Regions from separate parts of the Mus musculus genome. Here regions 2, 3 and 4 are each linked to region 1. A link is a contact called in public ChIA-PET, Hi-C and promoter capture Hi-C data. All regions are on one chromosome and are shown on one strand. Each heading gives the region's core, a stretch centred on a gene start, on an enhancer-like site or on the middle of the called end of the contact. The rest is flanking DNA. Distances are from core to core; before and after follow the strand shown. Region 1 holds the start of Kmt2a (lysine (K)-specific methyltransferase 2A). Region 2 holds the start of Hinfp (histone H4 transcription factor). Region 3 holds the start of Dpagt1 (dolichyl-phosphate (UDP-N-acetylglucosamine) acetylglucosaminephosphotransferase 1 (GlcNAc-1-P transferase)). Region 4 holds the start of Vps11 (VPS11, CORVET/HOPS core subunit).

Region 1 (6,282 bases), core at 2,543-5,042:
AACATTTACTATCATGAAGGGAAGACAGAGATTGATGTCAGAAACGTGCTATCGTGCTATCTCAGAACCAAGGCAGTGGGGTTTTCAATTTCATTAACATTCTAACCATATGATGCCAGACATGCCTGTGATTCCAGTACTCGGGAACAGAAGCAGGAGGACCTTTCTAAGTTTGAGGCTAGGTTGGTTTACATAGCTCAGGACTAGACCAGTTAGACTCAAAAAAAAAAAAAAAAAAAAAAAAAGAAAGAAAGAAAGAAAGAAAGAAGAAAAGAAAAGAAAAAAAGATGGGGTGTGTATGTTAGGGGGCTGAAGAGAGAGTGCAGCAGCTAAGGGTGGGTGTGGCTCTTACAGCTCACTCAGGGCTGTTTCCCACCTGTGTCAGGTGGTGCCCAACTGCCTGTCACTCCAGTTCTAGAGGTTCTGATGTCCTCTCTTGTCCCCTGTGGTCACCTCCTGCTATACATACAAACAAGGACACATAAATAAACACAAAGAATAGTTTTGTTTTGTTTTGTTTTGTTTTGTTTTAAATAGGGAATGGGGATAGGGATGTAGAGTGCTTGCCATCTCGTAGTCACAAAGCCCCGGACTTGATTGCCAGCAGTACATGAACACAGGCATGGTGGGACACACCTGTATTCCAAGCAGTCCAGAGGCAGAAAGCTCAGTGTCATCTTTGGCTGCGTAAGTTCAAGATCAGTCTCAAATAGCTAAGGCCATAGCTCCAAAGTAACTGTTAAAAAAAATTAGCCATATGACATATTGATATTCAAGAGAAATGAGTTAAGATTTACAACCAAAGAATAAAGCACTTTACGGTAACATGAGAAAGGTAAAAAAGAATCTCTCTCAGTGCCTCCCCCTCGAGGTGTGTGTGTGTGTGTGTGTGTGTGTGTGTGTGTCCGTGTCCTTAGGATCAAACCCAGGGCTTTCTTTCCAAATATTAGGCAAGCACTCTCCCATTGAATGTCCCTCTGCCAAGATTGTCTTACTGGATTTTGGTGTTAGACCCCACTAAAGTTTTGGACCTATCCCTAAAATATGTGGCCTAGGGCATTACTCTAAGACTCAGTTTTCCCACCTGTAAAATAAGGGTTATCTTATATGATTAGTAAGAACTGAATGCACATAAAACATTTGGGATCATAGAAAGTACTCAATAGGGGCTGGTGAGATGGCTCAGTGGGTAAGAGCACCCGACTGCTCTTCCGAAGGTCCGGAGTTCAAATCCCAGCAACCACATGGTGGCTCACAACCATCCGTAACAAGATCTGACGCCCTCTTCTGGAGTGTCTGAAGACAGCTACAGTGTACTTACATATAATAAATAAATAAATCTTTAAAAAAAAAAAAAAAAGAAAGTACTCAATAAGAGCTAGTTATTTCTGCTCGAAAACATCCAGCCACAAAACAAATTCTAATCTATACCAGGTCGCTTTGCATCAGCCTGAGAGAGAGCGACTAGATAATTTTCCAAGGAGTTCTCCCCGACTTCCCAGGCTCATGTCTTCACAGCCTGCAAATATTCTCCATTCTTGCTGCTGCCACCCACCCTGCAGACCTCCCACCTGTGCTAAATCAAGTGTGCTTGTAGGGAGAGGGTTACGCAGAATCTAACGGGTTTGTTTTCTCAAAGGTGGAGGGCGGGAAGAAATCCTGTTGACACAGTTATATAAAGCCTGTCACTCAGTCCCCTGCCTACTACCTCTGAAGGCCGTTATGCATATTAAAGAAGGGGGGCGGCAAATACAAAAGAAAAATAAACGAGAGAGAGTGAGAGAGGGAACAAATCAGGATGCTTGAGGGAATCCACGTGGTCGCCAATCTGTAACTGATCAGAGCAGCTATACTGAAGCAAAACCCCAGAGCCTAACGCAAAAATACATTGCAATAGAGAAACCGTCCACAATGGGGTGTGTTATGTCCTAAGCAGAGTCTTGGGGCTGCTGTTTAATACCCTTTCGCAGCTCCCATCCTCTCGGCGCCTAGTAAGCCACGAGAAGCAACAACGGAATCTGGTTGTGCGTGCGTAGTGTGAATGTGCGTTTTGCAAACCATCTGGGCTCCATCCTGCGTGGTTGGAACGATGATCGATCCCGGACGAGTTTGGGGAGTTGGGGCTTGACTATGTCTCCTCCCCTTCTCTGTTCCTTTCCTCGCTCCCCCCCCCCCCTCCCCATTTTCTCCTCAGGCACAGACGTCTCTCCGTAGGAAGGACGTAGATTTTTCAGCACCAGGAGGCCGTGGACCTCTGGAGGCGTGCAGTACACCCTCCAGTGGGCTGGAGCTGGTTGCTACCTGCCTTACTATGAACCACCCTGTCGTTCCCAAATCTGCCACCCGGGGAGGTCCTGGTTAGAGCAGCGCCGGGTACCGGTGCGGGAGACCTGGACGGCTGCATGACCTTCCTGCGAACTCCACCTCGGCTGGGGGTTGGGGGAGATGGAGGCTGCTCCGGGTCTGCAGGCAGTGTATCGATCCCTAAGCCTCAGCCAAGGCAAATTCTTCGGGCAGCAATCTCTCCCTCCCTCCTTGGCTTTTCCATCCCCGCAGGCTTCTAACGCCTCGCTGGAGGCGCCGTCTCCCATTTCCTGCAATAAAGTAAATCCCGTGGATATTCACCCCACCATCAACCCCCGGCACTGCCCTACCCCTCTTCCCTCCCTCTCGGCTTGCTAACCCTGTGTATCATAATGCCCTACGCCGGGCTTCAAACCCCCCCCCTCCCAATCATGAGAAATGTGCTGGCGAGCCCCCTCCCTCCGTGTGCATACATTAGGGTCTGCTTTGCATGCAGCGGCAGGCTGGAAGCGGAGGAAGAAGGGGCGGGGCGCCTTTGCCCGCCTCTTCCCTCCAGGCCCTGTCCGTTAGCCACCCAGTTTCAGCTCCGTTGTAACGCCAGGTCGTTTGCGGAGCGCACGCTGTGGCTCCAACGCCTGGACTGGGAAAACACACCCCAACTCCGGAGAAGGGCACGGAAACCAGAAGCCCCTCACCTCCCTCCAGCGCACAGTGGAGCGAGGAGGTGGCAGAGGCCGACCACACGGTTGTGTGGATTTTGGAAAGAGCTCCAAGCGTGAAGATGGGAGGGGCTCCTCTTTTATTGGATTTTATTTTTTTAAGGCGCGTTCGCCGAGAGCCTTGCCATTTTGCATAGAATCAATTGGGCGACGCTTGGGTTTTGCATGGAGTACAATGGAGCTTTCTGGATTCTAGAAGCGTTCCATAAGGGCTAAGCCCGCCGCTCTCCAAAGCGGCGGAGAAGGCTCGCTCCTCCGGGGACCCAGCAGCCGCGCCGCACTGGAAGCGGTTCTCCTGGGCCGCTCAAGTCCCTGCGCGTCCCGGGAACGTGTGTAATCGGCTTCTCGGCTCTCTCGGCTGCGGGCCACCCGCTCCCTCCGCCTCCATCCTCCCGCCGCCCTCGCCCCCTCCCCCCTCTCCCCGGAACCCGCCTCCGCTCCGGGCTCCAGGGCTTCCTTCCCCCCCTCATCTTCCCTGGCGCTGCCGCTCCCGGAGGGCGGGGCATGCACTTATCCAGGTTGCCGGGCGGGAGGAGCCGGGCCCGGGGCTCGGCATAGAGCAGCGGCCTCCGGGCGGCGGAGGCGGAGGCCAGAGGCTCATATGCAGATTGCAGGGCAGGCGGGCGCCACCCGGCGCTCGGCATAGCGGGCCGCGGGGTACGGCCATCTGGGCGGCGCCAGGCGGGTTAGGCAGGTTCCGGGGCCCGCCGCTCCCCCCCCTCCGCCTCCCCGCCCCCCTGTGTTGTCGCCTCTCCCTCTCGCTGCTTCACTTACGGGGCGAACATGGCGCACAGCTGTCGGTGGCGCTTCCCCGCCCGACCCGGGACCACCGGGGGCGGCGGCGGCGGGGGGCGCCGGGGCCTAGGGGGCGCCCCGCGGCAACGCGTCCCGGCCTTGCTGCTTCCCCCCGGGCCCCAGGCCGGCGGTGGCGGCCCCGGGGCGCCCCCCTCCCCCCCGGCGGTGGCGGCGGCGGCGGCGGGAAGCAGCGGGGCTGGGGTTCCAGGGGGAGCGGCCGCCGCCTCAGCAGCCTCTTCGTCGTCCGCCTCGTCTTCGTCTTCGTCATCGTCCTCAGCCTCCTCAGGGCCGGCCCTGCTCCGGGTGGGCCCGGGCTTCGACGCGGCGCTGCAGGTCTCGGCCGCCATCGGCACCAACCTGCGCCGGTTCCGGGCAGTGTTTGGGGAGAGCGGCGGGGGAGGCGGCAGCGGAGAGGTAAGGGGGCGAGGAACCCCAAGGTCCGGGGTCTCGACCCTCTGAAGAACCCCTCCCCTCCCCCATGCAGGTCTGAGGAGCATCCCAATTCTGGAAACATCCTGGGGTCCCTAACGTGGGGCAAATGGCCCTCCCATCTCAGGACCCCCGTTATGGGCTGCAGACCCCCAGGCGCCCTTACCCGAGGGCTCAGACCCTTCTAGTTGAGGGCCTTTAGCCCCCGTCCCGCCTTCTTCCCCTGGACCCTTCCCCAAATCCCTTGGCACAGACCCCCTTGCGGGGGTTTCCCATCCCGGGACTGAACCCCTCCTCCCTTTCACAGATTACCTCATCCGAGCCAGATTCCTCCCTCCCTCTGCCAGAGACCTGATCCCGCCACATCTCCGCCTCCTTCCCTGGGCAGATGTGTTACTCCTAGGGCAGTCTTCCCCCTTGGACATCTCTCGGGTGGTGGCTTCATCCAGAGCCAGGTTCTTATCCTGGCCCTTGGGAAATCCAGGTCCCTTCCTGCACCTTGCTTCTGAAAACCTGACCAACCCTCCCTCCCTCCCCAGCCAGGTCTTCACCTTGCCAGTCACTCCCCCTTGTCTCACCTCTACCACCAGCCCACTCCCACCTCCTGCACACCAGGCCTCCTCGTTCCGCCCTACCCCTCGGGGAAAGCTTTCTCTCTACCTTGTCGTTCTCATCTCTCCTGCGAAGATAACAGTGCTCTCCCCAGCGTTGTCTCTTTCCTCATCTTCCAGGGCTACGTTTCCTAGGCTGCTGGTGTCAGGGATTTACCTCCAACTCCACCCCTTTCCCTCCTTTAGAGGAAGGACCAGAGGTGTGTTCGAGGGAAAATGGTCCAGTGTTCCCCTAGGCTTGGAGCAGAGCTACTTTCTAGCATTCTCCTTGAGAGGAGCAGGGTTTCTCTCCAGCTCTTGAGAAAGGGGGCCCCGGTGAGGGGTGATGTTTGTGGGGGAACTAGGACTGCATCCTCCCAAGGGAAGCAGCTGCTCTCTTACCCCACCCACTGCGCCTGAGAGCTTGCAGCCTCTGGCCCTGGCTCCCTCCCGCCCTTCTCTTTTTCTCGTCATTTCATTATTGATCCACCTTTTCCTAGGCCAATCCTGGGTCTTGGAAGGGGGTGGAGGAAAGCCGGGTTGGAATGAGAGTAGATAAAAGGACAGTTTTGCCTTAGTGTGGTGGCGTTGGTTGTTGATGCTTTGGGTTGGGAGAAAGAGGAGGGTTATGAAGCCAAGTTAGTCTTTCTGCGATTCCTAGTGGGAGACTCAAGGTGGATGAGGTAAAGGCTGAGAACCGGGATGCTCCGATGAACGGAATTCAGCCTTTTTCAGCAAAAAGGAAAGTTGCCCTGGGAAGGGAAGTTGAGTTCAGGTTCAGTCAATGGCTATGCGCATTTGTTTTCCATTGGATGCAGAAAGGGCAGTTTGAATCGCAGGGGAAGGGGGGGGGGGGAATGTAATGGGGGATTCTAGGGGGAGGAAGAGCAGCTGCCAGGGGCTGAAGTGAAGGGGGGGTAGGGGTTTGCTGCTCTGGAGCTGTTGATTGAAACAGAAAGGGAAAGATAGCAACCAGCCGTTTCCTGCGTGCACTGCCGTTGGGGCACACAAAATATCCTGGGCAAACCCCTTGTGCCCCACTATGCCCCACACCCCTTTAGATTTAGCAAAGGCCTTGGACGGGGGTGGGGAATCCTAGGGACCCCTGCCTCTCCTTTCAAGGAGCTGGTCTTTTTTTTTTTTTTTTTTAAGTTTTTAGTCTTCCAGCCTCCTTTTAAAAATTGTTTCTAAGGCAGCTGGCTCAGGAGACTGACAACAACCGCCTCTGACAGAGTAAGGAGGACATGATGGGGGCGTGTTCCTTGCTATATAGCTTGCTAGCTCCAGCATCCTCTTTCCCTGCCTCTCTTCCCTCTGCCTCCACCCCCTTTTTCCAGCCTTCAGAAGGCAGCTGCTGTAAACAGGGTTATTTGCGAGTATTGACTGGTTGCTGTAGATTATTGTTATGATTTTTGAAAGGCCAATTCTGTATTTTTTAAGCTGAC
Region 2 (6,282 bases), core at 2,654-5,153, 580 kb after region 1:
CAGTACCTGGGAACTCTGTGAGTTTCAGGCTAGTCAGGACTATATAGTGAGACCCTGTCCAAAACAAACAAACAAACAAAAGCACTATTCCTAACATAGGTGAGTTTTAGATACCTACAGATATGTCTCTGTTTCCTGTCCTTTGGGATATTACACAGGATTGAACCAGGTAAGCTGCTATAGGAGGTTAGGCAAAATGCAGGACCAATAGGCAGGAAACTAAGTGTGCCACCAATATCTCTATCTGGCCCAAGCTGCTACTCTTTCTGGACTCCAGTTTCTTCACCTCTAAAATAAATGAAAGTGGCCTGGGATAATCAGGTCATTTCTGAACTCCAGCCTTGATGTATATCTTACCCGGGCTTGGCTTGTGAATAGACAGCACGGTTTTTTGGTTTGGTTTGGTTTTTTTACTGTTGTTTTTTTCTGATATAAGGTCTTTCTATGTGGCCCAGGCTGCCCTTAAACTTTCCCAGTGCTGAGATTACAGGTGTGTGACGTCACACTTGGCTATAACTTGTCTTAGTTTTTTATTTATTTATTTTTTTAATGTGTGTGATGATTGAGATAGAAATCAGGGCCTCATACATGTAAACTCTTCCACTGAGATGCATCCCAGACCCTCTTTTCCCCTTTTATAGATAGGATCTCACTAAATTACCCAGATAGGCCTTGACATTCTTTATAGCTCAGACTGACCTTGAATGTATAACCCTGCTGTGTCAACCTGTCGAGTGCTAGGATTAAAGATGAGTTCTAACATCCTGGTGGTGGTAGCTGTGGCTGTGGCACACACCTTTAATCCCAGCTCTTGGGAGGCAGGGGCATGCAGATCTCTGAGTTTGAGGACAGCCTGGGAAACACAGAGAAGACCTGTCTCAAAACAACAGCAAACAGAAGCAACAACAACAAAATATTAAAGTGTTCTATTTTGTCTGACCTAATCTATACCCTTTAATAAACATCAATGGTGCTTTGTAGGGGGCAGCTTTTTAGAAAGTAGTCCCAGAATATGTCTGGATAACCCAGCCTGAATTGTGGTTCTTAAGATGAAAGTGAACCCTAGTAGGCAACAAAACACTACCTCGAAGTCTGGACTTTAAAAACTGAGCCGGGCATGATGGTGCATGCCTTGAATCCCAGCACTCGGGAGGCAGAGGCAGGCGGATTTCTGAGTTCAAGGCCAGCCTGGTCTACAGAGTGAGTTCCAGGACAGCCAGGGCTACACAGAGAAACCCTGTCTCGAAAAAAAAAAAAAAACCTTAAATAAATAAATAAATAAATAAAAACTGGGTGCTGGTGGTGCAGGCCTTTAATCCCAGCACCCTAGAAACGAGGGGTGAGGCAGAAGAGAACATTCAGCCACAAACAACACTTGCTCCTTTTGCAGAGGACCTTGGCTCAGTTACCAGCACTTTACCTGGCAGCCATAACCATCTGTCCAACTGTAGTTCTTGGGGTTCTGGTGCCCGCTTCTGGCACCAGGCCATGCATGATGCACATACATTTAGTCAAAGTATTTATAAAGGTTTGCTTTTAATTCTTGAGATGGTTCCGAGGAAGTGGCTTAAACACTGCTTTTAAGCACCAAGTCCTCTTGACGAGGACCCTGGTTCAATTCCTGGCACCCACATGGCAGCTCACAACTATCTGTAATTCCAATTACAGGGAGGATCTGATGCCCTCTTTTGGCCTCTGCAGTCACAGCACACACATGCTGTACCCACATCCATGCAGCAAATACTTGTAGACATTAAAGAAGTAAATCGTAGCTAGTTGTAGTGGTGCATGCCTTTAATCCCAGCACTCGGAAGGCAGAGGCAGGCAGAGCTCTGTGAGTTCAAGGCCAGCCAGGCCTACACAGGATTATAGAAGTGAGGTATCATGACCACAGCTACATTCTCTTTCTCGAGACATTGCCTGTAGGATCTTTCTGCCTCCACAGCTGCAGCAGATTTGGGTTTACAGGCCTGTGAACACCTGGCTCAACTTGACCTATTTTTATGTTGTCTCTAAACTTTTATTTACATAGGACACAGACAAAATGATTTTTGAGGAAGTGTCTCTAGCCCAGGCTGTCTTGTCACCTACTATATAGTACCAGCTCCCGGAAACTGCCCTCAGGTTTTATGATCCTCCTTCCTGCCTCCCCTTCCCCTGCCCCTCCCCTGGGAGTACAAGTGTGTATGTGTCACCACACCAAGCTCATTGTGGTGGTTGGCTGTATTTTGTTTTCGGAGGGGAGGTCTCTCTCCCTGTCTAACCTTGGGTGGTCCAGGACTCACTATGTAAACCAGATTGGCCTTAAACTCAGAGGTCCACCTGCCGCTTCCTCTGGAGTGCTAGGAGTGAAATTATGTGCCGCCGCACATGGCATTTTTTTTTTTTTCGAGACAGGGTTTCTCTGTGTAGCCCTGGCTGTCCTGGAACTCACTTTATAGACCAGGCTGGCCTCGAACTCAGAAATCCGACTGCCTCTGCCCCTCGAGTGCTGGGATTAAAGGCATGCACTACCACGCCTGGCTTGAGCATGGCAATTTTAAATTCTGAATTTCCTTCACTGGATTGTGTGACTGTGACTGGTTTATAAAAACGAAGAAATAGGCGCAACTGGTCTTTCTCACTGGGTAGTGTAGACTGCACAGTAGTAAGCACAAATACAATATATCATAATAAGAAGAGTCAATTCTCAGGCAAAGGACCGTCTCCATTGAAAACACAAGAATGGCTAGTTACGTAATGGGAAGTGGGAAGGGGAGACTTTCAGGGGAAAACAAGTGGACACATGGGAAGTAAAAGGAGGCACAGTGTGGTGGGGAAACTGAAATTTGTGTCTGAGGTGCAGGAAATGAGGTCCAAGACGCAAGATAGGATTTGAGGTAGGCAGCACCCAGATGCTGGCGTTTGGAAATTCTCCATTTGGTTTGGGGCCATTGTACTGAAGGCAACAGAACGCCTTTGAATATTTTACACAGAATTCTGACTTGATCGAGTCTGGTTTTGTTAAAGATCACTTTGCTGGGCTCTGTGAAGGATGTCTTGTAGAGAAATTAAGCACTGGGGCATGTTAAATGAGTGTGGAGTTCTGGAATGGGTGTCATTCGTCGAACAGAATGGAAGTGAAGATAGAGGAATATGGATGATCACGTGTTAAAGAAAGTAGACTTCGGCCGGGCGTGGTGGTGCACGCCTTTAATCCCAGCACTTGGGAGGCAGAGGCAGGCAGATTTCTGAGTTCCAGGACAGCCAGGGCTACACAGAGAAACCCTGTCTCGAAAAAACCAAAAAAAAAAAAAAAAAAAGAAAAAAGAAAAAAAAAAAAAGTAGACTCCGGGGCTGGTGTGTGTGTGTCTGTTGGTAGAGCATTTGTCTAGCAAGCAGAAACCCTTGAATGAATCCCCCAGTATCCCTTAAACTTGGTGAGGTGGCGCACTTAGGCAGGTGGGTCTCTGTGAGTCCAAGGTCAACCTGGGGTACGGTACATAAAACAGAGAAGACTTAAGAAAATCAAAGATGAAGGTGGTGCCCCAGTGTAGGCGAACTACCTAGACAACTAACCGAACTACAAACACCGTGAGGAAGATGACAGACAAGGCCGGCCAAACTAGGCGCATGCCCAGTGGGTGGTCGGCGCGAGTTTGCGCAGTAGTGGGAATTCAAGCCTCAAAGCTTCCCGCCTGCGCACAGTCGGGAGCAGGCCCAACCCACTTTTGAAGGTGACGCGAACTTCAGCCACATCCGGTCGTCCCTCACTCTCCCCCTTGGGACTCGGAGCCCTCTCCGGGACGATTCCCGCCTCTTCCGTGTTTTGGTGCGCACGGGCTCTGACAGACGCAGCGGCCATTGGCTGTCGGTCGACTCGAGAGCGGCGATTGGCTGTCGCTGGTCGTCGCTCAAACGCCTCGGGGTAGATGGTGTGAGGTGGGTGGGGCGCTGGGCAAACCAGCGGCGCTGGCAGGTGAGTGGAGGCTTGCGGCTCCCGTACCTTGGCGGCTAAAGCGGCTCTCTCCGGAGCCTGCGGAAGGCCGGGCTTCCTGGAGCCGCTCGGTGTGGCGTCCGTGCCGGCCCTTAGCCTCCGCGCCCTCGGGCTAGGGGGTCTCTGCGGCTGGACTCCCTCGGCACCACGCTTGACGCCGGGGATCCCGGGAAGCTCTCCCGGATGGGCTACTTCCTCTGAGTTCTAGCTACCTATCCTCCGGCCTCAGCGCCCAGGCGAGGCTGCCCACCGGCCTTTTCGTGTCCCGATCTCCCTGGTCCTGCGCCTTGGATTGGTTGCGGGGTTCAGCCGTCAGATCCTGGTCTGTGAGTCCTTGTTTAGGACCTGGGCCTTTCTTCTGGATTGTGGCTCAGAGTTCATTGGTGCCTGGCGATAGAGTATATACTCTCCTGATAATTGTTGATGGGATGGTTTTGTACTTTGACTAGTGATGAAATGTCAGGTAAGGATCCTGGGGGGGTTGGATGCTTCTCCATCCCCTAATTAACACTCAGAAACAAGGCTAGATGTAGCAAACCCTTAGTGAGCCTCAGTAGTGCATTAGGCCCATATGGCTTAAGTAATTTAAGATCACAAAACTAAGGAGTTTCGTTTTATTTTCCTTCTCCATCCTTCTGACTTCCTCTTCAGACAGATACACCCTTAGACATAATGTGATGTCCGTGGTGGCTTTCTTTTTTGTGAGACCATCTTAACTTTGTGGCTCTGGCTGTCCTGAAATTCTCAAGAGATCCTGTCTCAAAGACTGGCAACGCCACCCTGTTCCCCACCACTTGATTAGTGGTGTGAGCATATGTGAGTGAATGGTGGTGGTGGGGTTCCTGGGGTCATATTCAGGTTGTCAGGCTAGTGTGACAAGAGCTGCTTTCCCCCACTGAGCCATCTCACTTCTGCAGAATTGTCCCTTTAATGTCCCTCCTAGAAATTTTGCATCAACCTTTCACTTTGTTCTCGTTCTTTTAAACTACATACTTATTATATACTTTTGTTTTGTTTTGTTTTTAGAGACAGGGTTTGTCTGTGTAGCCCTGGCTGTCCTGGAACTCACTTTGTAGACCAGGCTAGCCTTAAACTCAGAAATCCGCCTGCCTCTGCCTCCCGAGTGCTGGGATTAAAGGCGTGCACCACCACGCCCAGCTTATTATATTCTTAAAAATGTTTAGTAAAGTATAGACACTGGAGTGTAAACAGGGCTCCTTCAGTCAAATGGAATCTACATTTTAACGTTAAAGGAGTAGTGGGATCTAGTATTGTGTGGGCAAAGCAAAGACAAATTATGGTATTGAATGCCTGACGGAAAATTTAACGTAATCCAGTAAGGAGTAGAATGCTTCAGGGTCATGTAGGCTATATGAAATAAGAATATGAACTTTGGGCTCAGCTTCAGCTTATCTATAAATGAGGTTTAAATGATGCCTGCCTCATAGTGTTACTAATAACATGATGCAAATAAAATGCTTAATATGAGGCTAGAGGTGGCTCAGTAAAGTACTTGCTTCACAAACCTCGGGAGGCCCTTGGTTTGATCTGCAGAGCCCACATTAAAAAAGCAAAGAGTCCAATGGCTGGGAGTGGTGGCACAGGCATTTAATCCTAGCATTTGAAAAGCAGAGATGGATGGGTCAAGGCCAGCGTGGTCTACATAGCTTGCTTCAAGGCAGCCAGAGAGACCCCATCTTGTAAAAAGGCCCATGAATGTTTGTGATCCTGTTGGGAAGTAGAGACAGGAGTCTCCTCGGAGCTCACTGGTCAGCCTACTCAGTGAGCTCCAGGGCAAGGAGAGACTCTATCAAAAGCAAACAAAGCCCTCAGATGGTTGATTCTTGAGGAACCATGGGTCCCTTCCAGTTGACTTCCAAACACACACACACACACACACACACACACACACACACACACACACACACAGAGTGTTTACCATGGCTGAGTGTGGTGGCTCAAACTTGTAATTTCAGCTACTTGGGAGTCTGAGGCAGGAGGATTGCAGCACAGTAGACAGACCTCAGAGTAAGTTTAAGGCCCACCTGGGTCAATTAGGGAAACCCTGTCCCAAATACTATTTATAAGGTCCTAGATTCCGTCCTCAGTACCAAAAATAACCAAAACAAGAACAAAATAGTATTTTTGTGAGGGCTTTTTAAAAAACTTGATCATTTTTTTTTCTTTCCCATGCAATGGTGTTTTTCACGAACAAAAGTCTGTGTGAGAATATTGGATCCTCTGGAGTTGGAATTACAGACAGTTGTAAGCTACTATATGGGAGCTGGGAACTGAACCCACATTCT
Region 3 (6,282 bases), core at 1,143-3,642, 550 kb after region 1:
AACTCTCTAGAGTCATACCAGGCAATTCCCTTAACACCCAGACTTCTCCTTCTCCCCAATCTCACCTACCTTCCAGTTCCACCAGGTTGAAGACAATGATAGAAGCAGAGATGACTAGTGACTGACCGGCCTCTAGGCCATTAATGCCCGCCAGGATGTTGATGGCATTGGTACAGAACACTGCAAGCAGCCCCATGTAGACGTAGTACAGGATCCCTGGGGGACACAGCGAGGAGTAGGATTTGGATTTGTTTGTTAACAGAACAAAGCACAAGATGAATGGAACACCAGAAAGGATCCAAATAGGCAAGGTCTAGTAGCTCAGGCCTATAATTCTAACTACTTGGAAGGCTGGGACAGGAGGATTACCTGTTTAAGGCCTGCCAGGGCTAAATAAGTTCAAGGCAATTTAGTGTGTGACCCTGTTTGTTTTGTTTTTTAAAGATTTATTTATTTTTATGTATATGTATTTGTTATTTTATGTATACACTGTAGCTGTACAGATAGTTGTGAGCCTTCATCTGGTTGTTGGGAATTGAACTTAGGACCTCTGCTCTCTCAGGTCAACCCTGTTCCCTCAGTCCCTGCTTGCTATGGCCCAAAGATAAGTACACTGTAGCTGTCTTCAGACACACCAGAAGATGGTGTCAGATCTCATTACAGGTGGTTGTGAGCCACCATGTGATTGCTGGGATTTGAACTCCAAACCTTCGGAAGAGCAGTCAGTGCTCTTACCCGCTAAGCCATCTCATCAGCCCTATGACCCTGTTTTGTTTTTTTGTTTTTGTTTTTGTTTTAAATACAAAACAGAGACAGGAAAAGCTTTGATAATAAGTCTTAGTGCAAGCATGACTTCCTTGAAACAGGAAGGAAATAAGAGATAGGGAAGAAGGAGGGAAAAGAGAGAAAGTAGATACAAGGACAGAAAAGAAATGGTTGATGGGGATATGGACCACCAGGAGGGGTCCTCTATTGGGACCTCAGAGGCAAGGGTACCAGAAAGTAGGTGCCACAGGGGCAGTAGTGGCAAGGTTACTCACCCAAGTCCAAATGCAGGCCCAGAATCCAGCGGAAGGGCTTGGGCACCACGATGGTTGTATTGCCAAAGTTTGTGAAGTAGACCATGAGGAGAGGTAGTGAGGCAGCTGTGGGCAGCAGCAGCTTGTGGCGCCAGCGGAGATTGAGGACATCATCAGCAAACCCCAGGAAGATCATGCAGCAGATGGCAAGGAGGGCACCTATTAGGGCCACAAACTGGGGGAGAAGTGGGCACGTAATGACTCACACCTACTTCTACTCTGTCAAGAATTCCTGTCTTTTCCATTTTTTTTTTCGGAGTTGGTGATTGAACGCCGGGTCCTTGCACATACTCACATACTGAGAAAGCGCTCTACCACCGAGCTATATCACCAGTCCAAGAATTCCTGTCTCTATGGTTGTGGCCACAAGCATCCTTTTCCCAAATCCAAATAACCCCAACTCAAGTGCCCGGCCCCAGCCAGCCCGCTAATAACTTCCCCACTGGTGCACTTACTTCATGGTGGGGGAATGCCTTACACTGCTCCTCCACGAAGCAGTTCAGGAAGGGGAAAGGGATGAAGCAGAAGAGGATGATAAGGAAAACAGCACCGCTGATCACTCCCTGGGACTCTGGGCTGCGGCCCAGCGGGAAAGGGTGGAGGAGGAAGAAGAAAGGGGCGTGGTCACTCACAATAGTAGGGGTCCCAGTAAACCAAAGTGGCCTTCTCAGGATTTTGTTTGTTGGGGAGTAGGGAGAGCGTGCACAGGGCAAAGGATACCTACCCCTCTACAACTCCTGACACCCAACAGTTCCATTCCGTCCTTCCCAAGGATAGACAACTTTAATGACCTCCCAGAGTTCTGGGTGCCTAGGTTAGCTTTCCGGCTAGTGCAAAGCCAAGCATCTCAGTCCTTGCCCCTGTTCTGCACAATCCTGCCCCCCCCCCCCCCAACCCAGGACACTCGCGTGCGGTTACTCACATCTGCTGCTGGCTGAGCTTGTTGAGGTCCTGGCCACAGAGGCGCGCGGCGATAAAGTGGCTACGGAAGGCAGGGATGAGGGTGACTGTAGCCACGAATCCCAACAGCGAGCCGATCAAATTCACCAGCAGCGGCAGCGGCAGGGGCAACTCCGGGAAGGCCCACATGGTGACCCTCCGGTGGCCGCCGCCCCGCCGCCTACTCAGCTAACTGGTAAGCCAGGAACAATCCCGTGGCCTCGGCAGCCGGCAGTGCGGCTCCCAACCCGCAGAGGATTCCGGCGCCAGCGGGAACAAAACCCAGCTAGGACGCTAGGACCTGACCCTCCCTCCTGACCAGCAAGAAGCTCTTAGGAAGCAACCTCGGCTCTGCCCCGCTGCACCTACCCATTGTTTCCACCCGGATCTTAATTGCGAAAGAACTATCGCTGCTGAAGACCGAAGCACCATTTTTAAAACGGGCACTGTAGCCGGACCGGTAGTGTTATTTTAAACAAAGCTTTAGTTCTAAAGGAGTGGTACCATTAGCGTTTTTGAAAACTCAACTGAAGAAAATACAAGAACGTGGATACTCTCGAAACAATCATATTGTGCAGCTCAGAGTGGAAATAGGCTTTGCCCAGTTCCAACATGAACGCTTCCTCGTACCACGTGGCTGACACCGCTAGTTCTGTGGTTCCACGTCGTCTCCCTCGCAGGTCGGGTTTAAAGGGCTAGCAGCCTGAGCTTAGTCTGGGATGCCCTGGGGCTGGAAATATGGCTACTGAGAGCTGGCCGTGGTCAGGAAGAATGAGAGTGTGGAAGCACACCCGCTCTTTGCAGGAAAACTGTTGCCGACGTAAACACTGGTTCCAGAAACTCAGGAACAATCTGGAGGGTTTTTAAAACCTGGGAAGCTCAGACACTCGAAAAGCCCCTCCCGCCCTTTTTCTTGTTCATGATCCAGGTACTTTTCCCACAACCCACCCACCTTCTGCCTCCACTATAGCAGTTTGTTGCTGGGCAACCTACCGCTGCATTTCGCCAGGAGGAAACTGTTTGAGCTTTCAGGTCTTCGATTAAAGCAGGGATTAAAACTTGATGTTGGATCACAGCACTGTGCCAACGCTTTCCAAATAGACAGAAACCGACGCATTGCAAATAACTAACGAGGCAGGAGAGCTTGTCCATACCTCCAGTGAGCTTGTGGGTTTCCTCCCAGTCAAGTTTCTTCCTCCCAGTCACTTACTTGCCTTTTGACACCTGTACACGCTAGTAGTACAGCAGTTCACTGGAATATTGATCCCTTAGGTGGCAAATGTTTTCCTCAGAGAGGAATCCACCACAGAGAGTTAGGGAGTTGACAATAACATGGCGTTTTGTCCATCCCCTTTTGAATTACAGCATACTCCTAGAATCAGGGTGAAGTTGACACTACTTAGGTCAAAGAATTTCTTAAGGGCTGGAGAGTAGGCTCAGTGGTTAAGTCTGCTCTTCCGAAGGTCCTGAGTTCAAATCCCAGCAACCACATGGTGGCTCACAACCATCCGTAATGAGATCTGACGCCCTCCTCTGGTGTGTCTGAAGACAGCTACAGTGTACTTACATATAATAAATCTAAAAAAAAAAAAAAAAAAGCCGGGTGGTGGTGGCCCACGCCTTTAATCCCAGCACTTGGGAGGCAGAGGCAGGTGGATTTCTGAGTTCAAGGCCAGCCTGGTCTACAGAGTGAGTTCCAGGACAGCCAGGGCTACACAGAGAAACCCTGTCTCGAAAAACCAAAAAAAAAAAAAAAAAAAAAAAAAAAAAGAAGAAGAAGAAGAAGAACTTCTTAGGTTCCTTTTTCTGAAAGTCAGGTATTCAATGTCCATTCAACTTGGAGATGGCTCTTATTAACATTAAAAGCCCCATCTATGTCCCAAATACACTTTACTGGATAGTATAGTAAGTTTTGTTTTTCTTGTATGTGTAACACATGCAAGCCAACATCAGGGAGGCAAATGTTTTCCTCTCCTCTGGTGTCCCCTGAGGCATAGGACACAAAGAGACCTGTGTACCAGGCATCATCATGCATGATGAGTGAGTAAAAAAAAAAAAAAGAGAGAGAGGGATTGGAGTGCACGCGGATGTGAGAGGGAGGAAGGGAGGGAGGGATATTAGCTCACAACATTTCCATAGTTGGAGGGGAAGGGTCTTCCAAACTGGGAGGCTGAGCTACACAGAGCAGGTGGGGGGGAGGAGCTAATGAAATCCCCAGAGGAGGGAGCATTCAGCTATCCTGTTGATCAGGAGTAGCTGAGACTCCCTGGAGGTGTGAGGGACAGTCTGTATCTTTATTTATTTTTTTATTACTATTATTTTTATTTGGAGGCCAATTCTAATCAAGCTTCTTTTCCAAGCTGGCTTAAAGCCCTAAAATCTCTTTGTTTCTTTCTTCTCAGAGACCACTATCTCATCCACCAGCCACCTAGGAGGGGTGAGAACTTGTTTAAAGACCAGGCACTAGGGATTTATGTGTCTGGTCCATCAGAAGAGGATATGTGGATATTTGTCATATAATCTGAATCATTTTGCTTCCGGGGCGATAGTGCTCCACCTGGCTCACTTGGAATGTTGTGGCTTTCCTGGTAATGGTTGAAAGCATGGGCCTGAATCCTGAAGTGGTGTCTCTGGAACTCCCGAATCTGCTGAGTTGTCCTGTTTTCCCTGTGCCGAGTAGAGAGCACACAACTCAGCAGTCTTGAGTGCCTCCCAGCAAGCAAGGCCAACCTACTATTAAATCAACTGCCTGACAAAGCCTAGCTCAGATGCGTTTCCGGCAGTGTAAAAGGACCGTGAGAGAGCTCTGCAAAGTCTGAGGCAAGGCCTACCTGTGGCCCTGTCTTTCCCCTCTGCCATCTCTACTTTCATTCTGACTACCAAAAGTCATCAACTGGAAGTAAAACCTAACATTGCCCAGTCCTTTGGGCTGACACGATTTTTGAGAAGTGGAAAATAATGTAGAGAGTTGTAGTGGCCACTTGACTGGTCTAGAACTCACGATTTAGAGCAGCTTGAGCATGAACTTGTGGCAATCCTCCTGCCTCTCCCTGTATTATACACATCATCACACCTAGAGTCCTGGTCCTTCTTTTTTTTAATTTAATTTTTTACTTTATATATATATATATATATATATATATATATATATATATATATATAAATTCGAGACAGGGTTTTTCTTTATAGCCCTGGCTGTCCTGGAACTCACTTTGTAGACCAGGCTGGCCTCGAACTCAGAAATCCACCTGCTTTGCCTCCTGAGTGCTGGGATTAAAGGCTTGCCCCACCACCGCCCGGCTTTTTTTTTTTTTTTTTTTTTTTTAAGATTTATTTTATGTAAATGAGTGCTCTATCTGTATGTACACCTGCATGCCAGAAGAGGGCATCAGATCCCAGGATAGATGGTTGTGAGCCACTATGTGGTTACTGGGAATTGAACTCAGGACCTCTGGAAGAGTAGACAGTTGCTCTCAACCACTGAGCCATCTCCCCAGCCCCACATCCTGCTTCTTAAACTTGACTGACAACAGGAATTCTAGAGAAGTTGAAAAAGATGACCAGATATTTCTGAACAGGGCAGAGATTCCAAATAGTACTACAAATAAAGGAAGAAAAGTATGGATTCAAATGATACTGTTTTTCCTCTTTTAAGAGCTAGGTCAAAATGACCTTACAAAACGTCAGGTCAACCTGAAATTTCAAATGAGTGGTAATCATTAACTCGGTTTTATACAGCTCATGATATTTGGTCCTAATATTCCCTTTGTAGTAGATGTCTTTTCTGATTTCATTTTTGTTTGTTGTTTGTTTGAGCCTGGGTCTCTCTATGTAGTTTAAATTGGTCTTGAACTCAAAATCTCCTGCCTCTGCTTCCCATGGGCATACTGAGATCATAGGTGCGAGCCACCATGCCCTGTCCAAAGGGAAGCTCGCTTCTGAGGCTGAGTCTCAGTCACTGAGGTCCTAACTTCAGTAGGTCTCCTTTTTTCTTTCCTCCTTTCTTCCTTTTTAAAAGATTTTATTTATTTTATGTATATGAGTACACTGTAGTTGTCCTTCAGACACACCAGAAAAGGGCATCAGATCCCATTACAAATGGCTGGGAGCCACCATGTGGTTGCTGGGATTTGAACTCAGGACCTCTGGGAAAGCAGTTGGTGCTCTTAACCGCTGAGCCATCTCCCCAGCCAGATAGGTCTCCTTGATGCAGCCTTTCTCTTTTTGCAGTGCTGGGGGCAGAACCAAGGGTCTCATGCACGTT
Region 4 (6,282 bases), core at 2,580-5,079, 520 kb after region 1:
AAGAGGGACGGGGTTTTCGTTTTTCTCTCTCTCTTGCTTCGCTCTCTTGCTTCTCTCTCTTGCTTCTCTCTCTTGCTTCGCTCTCTCTTGCTTCGCTCTCTTGCTTTTCTCTCTCTCTTGCTTTTTCGCTCTCTTGCTTCTCGCTCTCTCTTGCTTCTTGCTCTCTTGCTTCTTGCACTCTGTTCCTGAAGATGTAAGAATAAAGCTTTGCCGCAGAAGATTCTGGTCTGTGGTGTTCTTCCTGGCCGGTCGTGAGAACGCGTCTAATAAATAATAGGTATTGGTATGCTGTGTTTCAGCATTTGGTTCTGAAGTGTGAGCTCACTAACTTCCTTCCCCAACCCCCAGCAACAGCGATGAACCTAGGGCCACTTCCATACAAGGAAAGAGCTCCACCACAGATACATCTTTAGCCTTTTAAAACTACTTTCAGGGGGTTGGAGAGTTGGCTCAGTGGTTAAGAGCACTGGCTGCTCTTCCAGAGGACCCTGGTTCAAGTCCCAGCACCCACATGGCAGCTCACAACTGTCTATACCTTCAGTTCTAATGACTCTGGCACCCTCACTTAGACATACATGCAGGGAAAACACCAATGCACACAAAAATAAAAACAAACTATTTAATAATATTTTTTGGTTTATTTTTTTGTGTATATGAATGTTTTTCTTGCATATATGTTTGTGTACCACAGGTGTTCCTGGAGACCTTGGATGTCAGAAGAGGCTTCTTTGCAAGAGGACCTGGGTCCCTGGGTCTGTGTCCCTGCGTTCCACATACTGGCTCACAACTGTCTGTAACTGCAGTTCCAGGAGCTCCAGCGCCCTCTTCTGGCCTTTGTGGCACTGCATTAACACAGTGCATCTATGTCCAGGCCGAACATCATACACATAAAAGAATAAAATAGAAAATGTTTAAGTTATATTGATTCTTGAATTCTTTCAAGACTGAAATTCTCAGTAGACAAAACTGTTACTGAATCTGTGCACATAGTTCTTTCCTGGTTATGTTCCTTGCCTGACTGACTTTACTAGAGTCAGACAGGTAGAACTAATAGACAATCCTGGTTTGTGTTCTGACAAGTGTACCTTTGGCCTCGTGCCCCAGAAAAATATATAATTAAAGATCAGGCAAATGAAGAGCTCTTGTTTTATTTTTAAATAACTTTGATGTTTTCTGGCCAGAGGATCACCTTTCCCCTAGGATAATTATACCTCTTTTTGCACCTGGGTGCTACAAGGACTTGATGAGAAGCAAAACCACTGTTAGGTATCATTTCCTACATGAAATTGGGGGTTGATTCCTGCCTCTTTTTTGTTTTGAGACAGTCTCTTAGACTAGCCTTGAACTCATGGCAACTTTCCCCACCCTAGCCTTTCAAATTACAGGCACGAGGCACCGTCCCTGGCTACTGTCTGCTGTGAGGCACCGTCCCTGGCTATTGCCTGCTGTTAATGCCTGTTCTCTAGGGCGGTGGTCAAGGACCACAGTTTGCTCCTTACCCTTTTGGGCATTTAGTACAGTTCCAGTAGTGGGTAGTACAGAAAATGTATTTGTGGAGAAGTGAAAAGCAAACTAGTAGGTGGAGAGAGGAGCTGTGGGTGGCTCTGGTAGGCCAGTTTGTGCCTTAGTGTCACGCATCAATAAGACCCTATAGGTACAGGTAGGGCCGGATGCAGACATCAGAGGAAGAAAGACTGCCATGTGGCAGTGGCAGGAGGAGGAGCACGAGGTGGCATGCTTGCATATGCTATTCTCTCTTATTTTGTTTGAAGACAAGATCTCATTATGTATCCCTGACTTGCCTGGCATCACAGTACTTGTTGAGAGCATGTTTGGAGGTTCTAGCAGGGGAGGTCAGCTACTTGTATGTTTGAACTGAGAAATGGTCCTCCTCTGTCCTGGAAGGACAGGGTCTTCGACAGAACATGCTACAGGAAGGCCACAGTCACACACAGAGTGGTGAGAGAAGGGACATCTGCCTAGATAACAAAATTCACTAAATCAGTCTCAGTGAACAAGATGTCACCTTGATATCATTGTCACTTTCTTCACAATGCTTCTTTTGACACAAACTTCATGGTTCCCCCTGACACACAAACAGGACACAGGACACAGAGCTGTTTCTACACAGAGCCGGTTGGACAGCTATGGAAGACCTTGACTTATTAAAATCACTCTACTCTCAAAGCTGCCACTCCCTGGTCTTTGCTTGCCTCTTCCTCTATAGGAAGGATAAGAAGGTTAACAGGGTCTTAGGAGTTGCATTTTGCACCTCAGCAAACATGGATTGGGTGTATGAGAAGTTATACACTCTGAAGCAGAACAGAATATAATACACAAGGTTGATTCAAACTGTGTCGGGGGCAGGACCAAACTTTTTTTAAATTTTTTCCAGCAGTTGAAAAACCGGTTTCATATACTTGCTTTCTTCCATTTATGACCTAAAATATCTCTGACAGGTTTAAAAACAAACAAACAAACTTAAGCACAGCAAGCTAGAATTCACAAAATGTGTGAAATCCTCATCAGTGACTGAGCATTTTATTGATTTGTCTGTCCCCCATTGTCACCACAAACAAACAAAAACCTCAAGACTTTCTTGGTTAGAGTAAACTTTCTGACTGGTATACAGTGGTGGATTTTCTATAGAGATCTGCACAGAAAGTACATACTGTCCATCTAGCTGCTTCTTTTTTGTTTTTGTTTTTGTTTTTGTTTTTTTCGAGACAGTGTTTCTCTGTGTAGCCCTGGCTGTCCTGGAACTCACTCTGTCTGTAGACCAGGCTGGTCTCGAACTCAGAAATCTGCCTGTCTCTGCCTCCCAAGTGCTGGGATTAAAGGCGTGCGCCACCACCACCCGGCTCTAGTTGCTTCTTGATAGCATAATTTTACTTATAAAGTTTTGTTTAGTATTATATCTAAGTACACTGTAGCTGTCTTCAGACACACCAGAAGAGGGCATCAGATCCCATTACAGATGGTTGTGAGCCACCATGTGGTTGCTAGGATTTGAACTCGGGACTTTCAGAAGAGCAGTCAGTGCTCTTAACCGCTGAGCTATCTCTTCAGCCCTATAAAGTTTTTTTTGTTTTGTTTTGTTTTTTTAATTTATTTATTATATGTAAGTACACTGTAGCTGTCTTCAGACACACCAGAAGAGGGCGTCAGATCTTATTACAGATGGTTGTGAGCCACCATGTGGTTGCTGGGAATTGAACTCGGGACCTTTGGAAGAGCAGTCAGTGCTCTTAACCTCTGAGCCATCTCTCCAGCCCTTGTTTTGTTTTTTTAAGATATATTTATTTACCCAATGTATATGAGTACACTATAGCTGTCTTCTCACACACCAGAAGAGGGCGTCAGATCTCATTACAGATGGTTGTGAGCCACCATGTGGTTGCTGGGAATTGAACTCAGGACCTCTGGAAGAGCAGTCGGTGCTCTTAACCACTGAGCCATCTCTCCAGCCCCCTATAAAGTTTTATACATCTAAAAAGCTTTGGATTTGATCGGGCAGTCTATTAACTACTTTTAAAAAGGTGGCACTTAATTACAGCTTTATTTTGCAAAATTAAAAAGCTGATGAATTAGATAGCTTCCCAAAACATTATTCTCTGCATCGAACAGAGTATTGAGTTTTGAGACACCGCCTCTCTGTGGAGGGCATGCGGACCTCGAATCGCGCCACCACTCTCTTGAAGGACGTTGTCAGTCCTAACAAGATCAAAAGAGCATTAAGGAGCTACGGAGCACGCCCCACCTCTCAGTCCCGAGCAGCAAGCCTTTTGTGCGCATGCTCCCCACTGTCACATGACTCGCCTTTCGGTTCACGTGATTTCGCTTCCGGAGGCGGGGGCCTTCGGCAAGATGGCGGCCTACCTGCAGTGGCGGCGTTTCGTTTTCTTCGAGAAGGAGCTGGTGAAGGAGCCGCTGGGTAATGATGGGGCTGCTCCCGGTGCCGCGCCTGTGTCGGGATCCGCTGCTTCCAAGTTCCTTTGCCTCCCTCCTGGCATCACTGTCTGCGACTCAGGCCGCGGGAGCCTGGTCTTTGGAGATATCCTTCTTTCGGAGGTGTTTCTTTCCTCAGCGCACGCCGGACGAGTTTCTACAGCGAATGCAATCTGTCAGTGGCGTTTTGCGTGCTCGCAGTTAGACGCGAGCCCAGATGTCTTTTGTGGGCTGATGGGAGAAAGAAGGAAGTTCATTTTCTCACTTGTCAACTGAGCAGTCCTGAGCAAGTCATTTAACTCTCGGCTTCAGGTTCCTTTACTGGAAAAAGGTTGTTAATGCCAGTTTGACAAAGGTTAAGATCGGCCCCCTCGCAAATAGACGCAACTTGCCTTTAAAATATGTGTGTGTGTGTGTGTGTGTGTGTGTGTGTGTTTGATTGTGAGTGTGTGTGAGGTGTTACAGTCCCTGTCTAATATTGTAGGCGAGGAGGTAGATAGATAAGGACTTTGTTTGCTTTGTTCACGAGCTATGAGCTATGTGGGGAAGCCCTTGGGATGTACAGTCAGACCCCAGCTGAGGTCTCAAGCCACTGGTAGTTACAAACTACATAGGGGCTACTTTTTCCTTTCAGAGACGCTCATTCCTCAACTTAAGATAGGTTTACATCCAGGCAGATCCATCATAAATGGAAAGTTATACAAGCCAAAAATGCATTTATCTTGCCTAGTCTACCAGTCTAAATAGCAACAGAGTACACTATAACTATACTATATCAATGTTCCCTTCTGATTCCATTGCTGACCGGGAGCTAAATGTGCCCAGCATCACAAGAGAGTATCTTTTTCAACATCTTGGACAGGGTCTCAATGTGTAGACTAGGCTGGTCTTGAACTCACGCCCATCTCTTGGCTCCAGATCACTGGGATTAAGGGCTATCCTCAAAGGAGTATCTTACCCATATTACTAGCTCTGGAAACTTGTCAATTATGCTTTCTTCTTACATGCTCTGCCCCTCAGCCCTCAAAGTAGAATTTCTGCTGCTTGTCACTTTTGTAGGATTGTAAATTAAAAGTTGCTAAGTCAGTGACAACACACTGATCATACTTTTAATTTTTAAATAAGGTGCAGTAAGAAATTAGCAACAATAATACTAAAACAGGACAATTATAATAATATCCTGTAATTGAAATTATGTGAATGTAATCTCTCTTAAGATTACAAGTGCATGTGTGTGTTTCATTTCCTTCTTTCTTTTTTAAATTTATAACACAAGATCCCATTTAGCCAAGGATGACTTCTAACCTTCTTACCTTTACCTCTGGAGTTCTAAGATTACAAACATGTGCCTCTGCACCCAGTTATATATGGTGCTAGATATCTAACCCAGGGCCTTGTGTGTGCTAAGGAAGTGTCAGTTGTGTGCTATGTCTCCAGCCCTGGCTTCTCCTAAGATATTTTAATTCCTCCTTGTACTATTAATGCATAGAATATGCAGCTGTAGACGAGGTGGGGGAGGGTCACGTCACTCCTTGGAAAAGAGGCACCTTGACCACCCTGCACATATGGAAGGCCAGATCTGGTTCTTGCCACGTTCTCTACAGCTTACAGGGTTCCAGGCCTACAAACTACGGGTGACACACTTATATCAGCTGAAGCAGCACAATATTCTGGCATCGGTTGGTGAGGATGAAGAGGGTATTAACCCTCTGGTAAGTCCCAGAAAAGAAAAATCCAGAAGCCCGAGGAATGGTTTTTGGTTGGAGGGAAACTAACTTTCACATGTCTGTGGTCTGTCTCTAGGTAAAGATCTGGAACCTGGAAAAGAGAGACGGTGGCAATCCACTCTGCACCCGGATTTTCCCTGCCATCCCAGGGACAGAGCCAACTGTTGTGTCTTGTTTGACGGTCCATGAGAATCTCAACTTTATGGCCATTGGTATGCTGAAAGGAGGAAAAAACGCATTCCTAGATTTTTTAAAAAATGACTTATTTTTATTTTATGTACATTGGTGTTTTGCTTATACATATGTCTGTGTGATGGTGTTAGGTTCCCCAGAACTGGAGTTACAGGCAGTTGTGAGCTGCCATGTGGGCGCTGGGAATTGAACCTGGGTCCTCTGGAAAAGCAGCCAGTGCTCTTAACCACTGAGCCTCTTCTCCAGCTCCCATTCCTAGATTTTTAAATACATTTTCTTTGACGTGGTCTCTGCAGTTGATACGTGCTGCCACTGTTTTCTGTTTTTCAGGGTTCACAGATGGCAGTGTCACCCTGAACAAGGGAGATATTACCCGGGACCGGCACAGCAAGACGCAGATTTTGCACAAGGGCAA

Evidence for each region. Promoter capture Hi-C pulls out the DNA fragments that hold promoters and counts their contacts. A called contact is a pair of places that touch in the nucleus more often than the background predicts. ChIA-PET counts read pairs in DNA pulled down with a chosen protein or histone mark.
Region 2: a contact with region 1 is called in a Hi-C map of muscle stem cells, with 2.0 times the contacts expected there. The contact joins the promoter of Hinfp here to the promoter of Kmt2a in region 1. A contact is called at or near these places in 2 of 39 promoter capture datasets (liver and pre-B cells), 1 of 484 Hi-C or Micro-C datasets (muscle stem cells) and 1 of 115 datasets of contacts at active chromatin or transcription factors (microglia).
Region 3: a promoter capture Hi-C map of liver shows a contact between it and region 1, with 4 times the contacts expected there. The contact joins the promoter of Dpagt1 here to the promoter of Kmt2a in region 1. A contact is called at or near these places in 6 of 39 promoter capture datasets (the 3T3-L1 cell line, the C10 cell line, cranial neural crest and 2 more), 2 of 115 datasets of contacts at active chromatin or transcription factors (microglia and thymic regulatory T cells) and 3 of 9 other capture datasets (adipose tissue, liver and pancreatic islet).
Region 4: an RNA polymerase II ChIA-PET map of effector CD8 T cells shows a contact between it and region 1, with 21 read pairs. The contact joins the promoter of Vps11 here to the promoter of Kmt2a in region 1. A contact is called at or near these places in 2 of 115 datasets of contacts at active chromatin or transcription factors (effector CD8 T cells and thymic regulatory T cells) and 1 of 9 other capture datasets (liver).

Annotation. Positions count from the first base shown.
Region 1 is chr9:44,878,799-44,885,080 of GRCm38.p6, reverse strand. Kmt2a (lysine (K)-specific methyltransferase 2A) reads left to right here and starts at 3,792. Exons shown (of 36, transcript NM_001357549.2): 1 at 3,792-4,232. The coding sequence starts at 3,807. It overlaps Gm39326 (a long non-coding RNA gene), which reads right to left. Exons shown (of 4, transcript XR_870694.3): 2 at 2,378-5,589; 3 at 637-736; 4 at 244-459.
Region 2 is chr9:44,303,292-44,309,573 of GRCm38.p6, reverse strand. It overlaps Hinfp (histone H4 transcription factor), which reads left to right and starts at 3,903. Exons shown (of 10, transcript NM_172162.3): 1 at 3,903-3,958. It overlaps C2cd2l (C2 calcium-dependent domain containing 2-like), which reads left to right. Exons shown (of 14, transcript NM_027909.2): 14 at 1-337.
Region 3 is chr9:44,322,925-44,329,206 of GRCm38.p6, reverse strand. It overlaps Dpagt1 (dolichyl-phosphate (UDP-N-acetylglucosamine) acetylglucosaminephosphotransferase 1 (GlcNAc-1-P transferase)), which reads right to left and starts at 2,392. Exons shown (of 9, transcript NM_007875.3): 1 at 2,002-2,392; 2 at 1,535-1,655; 3 at 1,041-1,254; 4 at 70-216. The coding sequence starts at 2,168.
Region 4 is chr9:44,359,217-44,365,498 of GRCm38.p6, reverse strand. Vps11 (VPS11, CORVET/HOPS core subunit) reads left to right here and starts at 3,829. Exons shown (of 16, transcript NM_027889.2): 1 at 3,829-4,054; 2 at 5,512-5,660; 3 at 5,752-5,887; 4 at 6,198-6,282. The coding sequence starts at 3,868. It overlaps Gm40516 (a long non-coding RNA gene), which reads left to right and starts at 233. Exons shown (of 2, transcript XR_870691.1): 1 at 233-277; 2 at 692-919.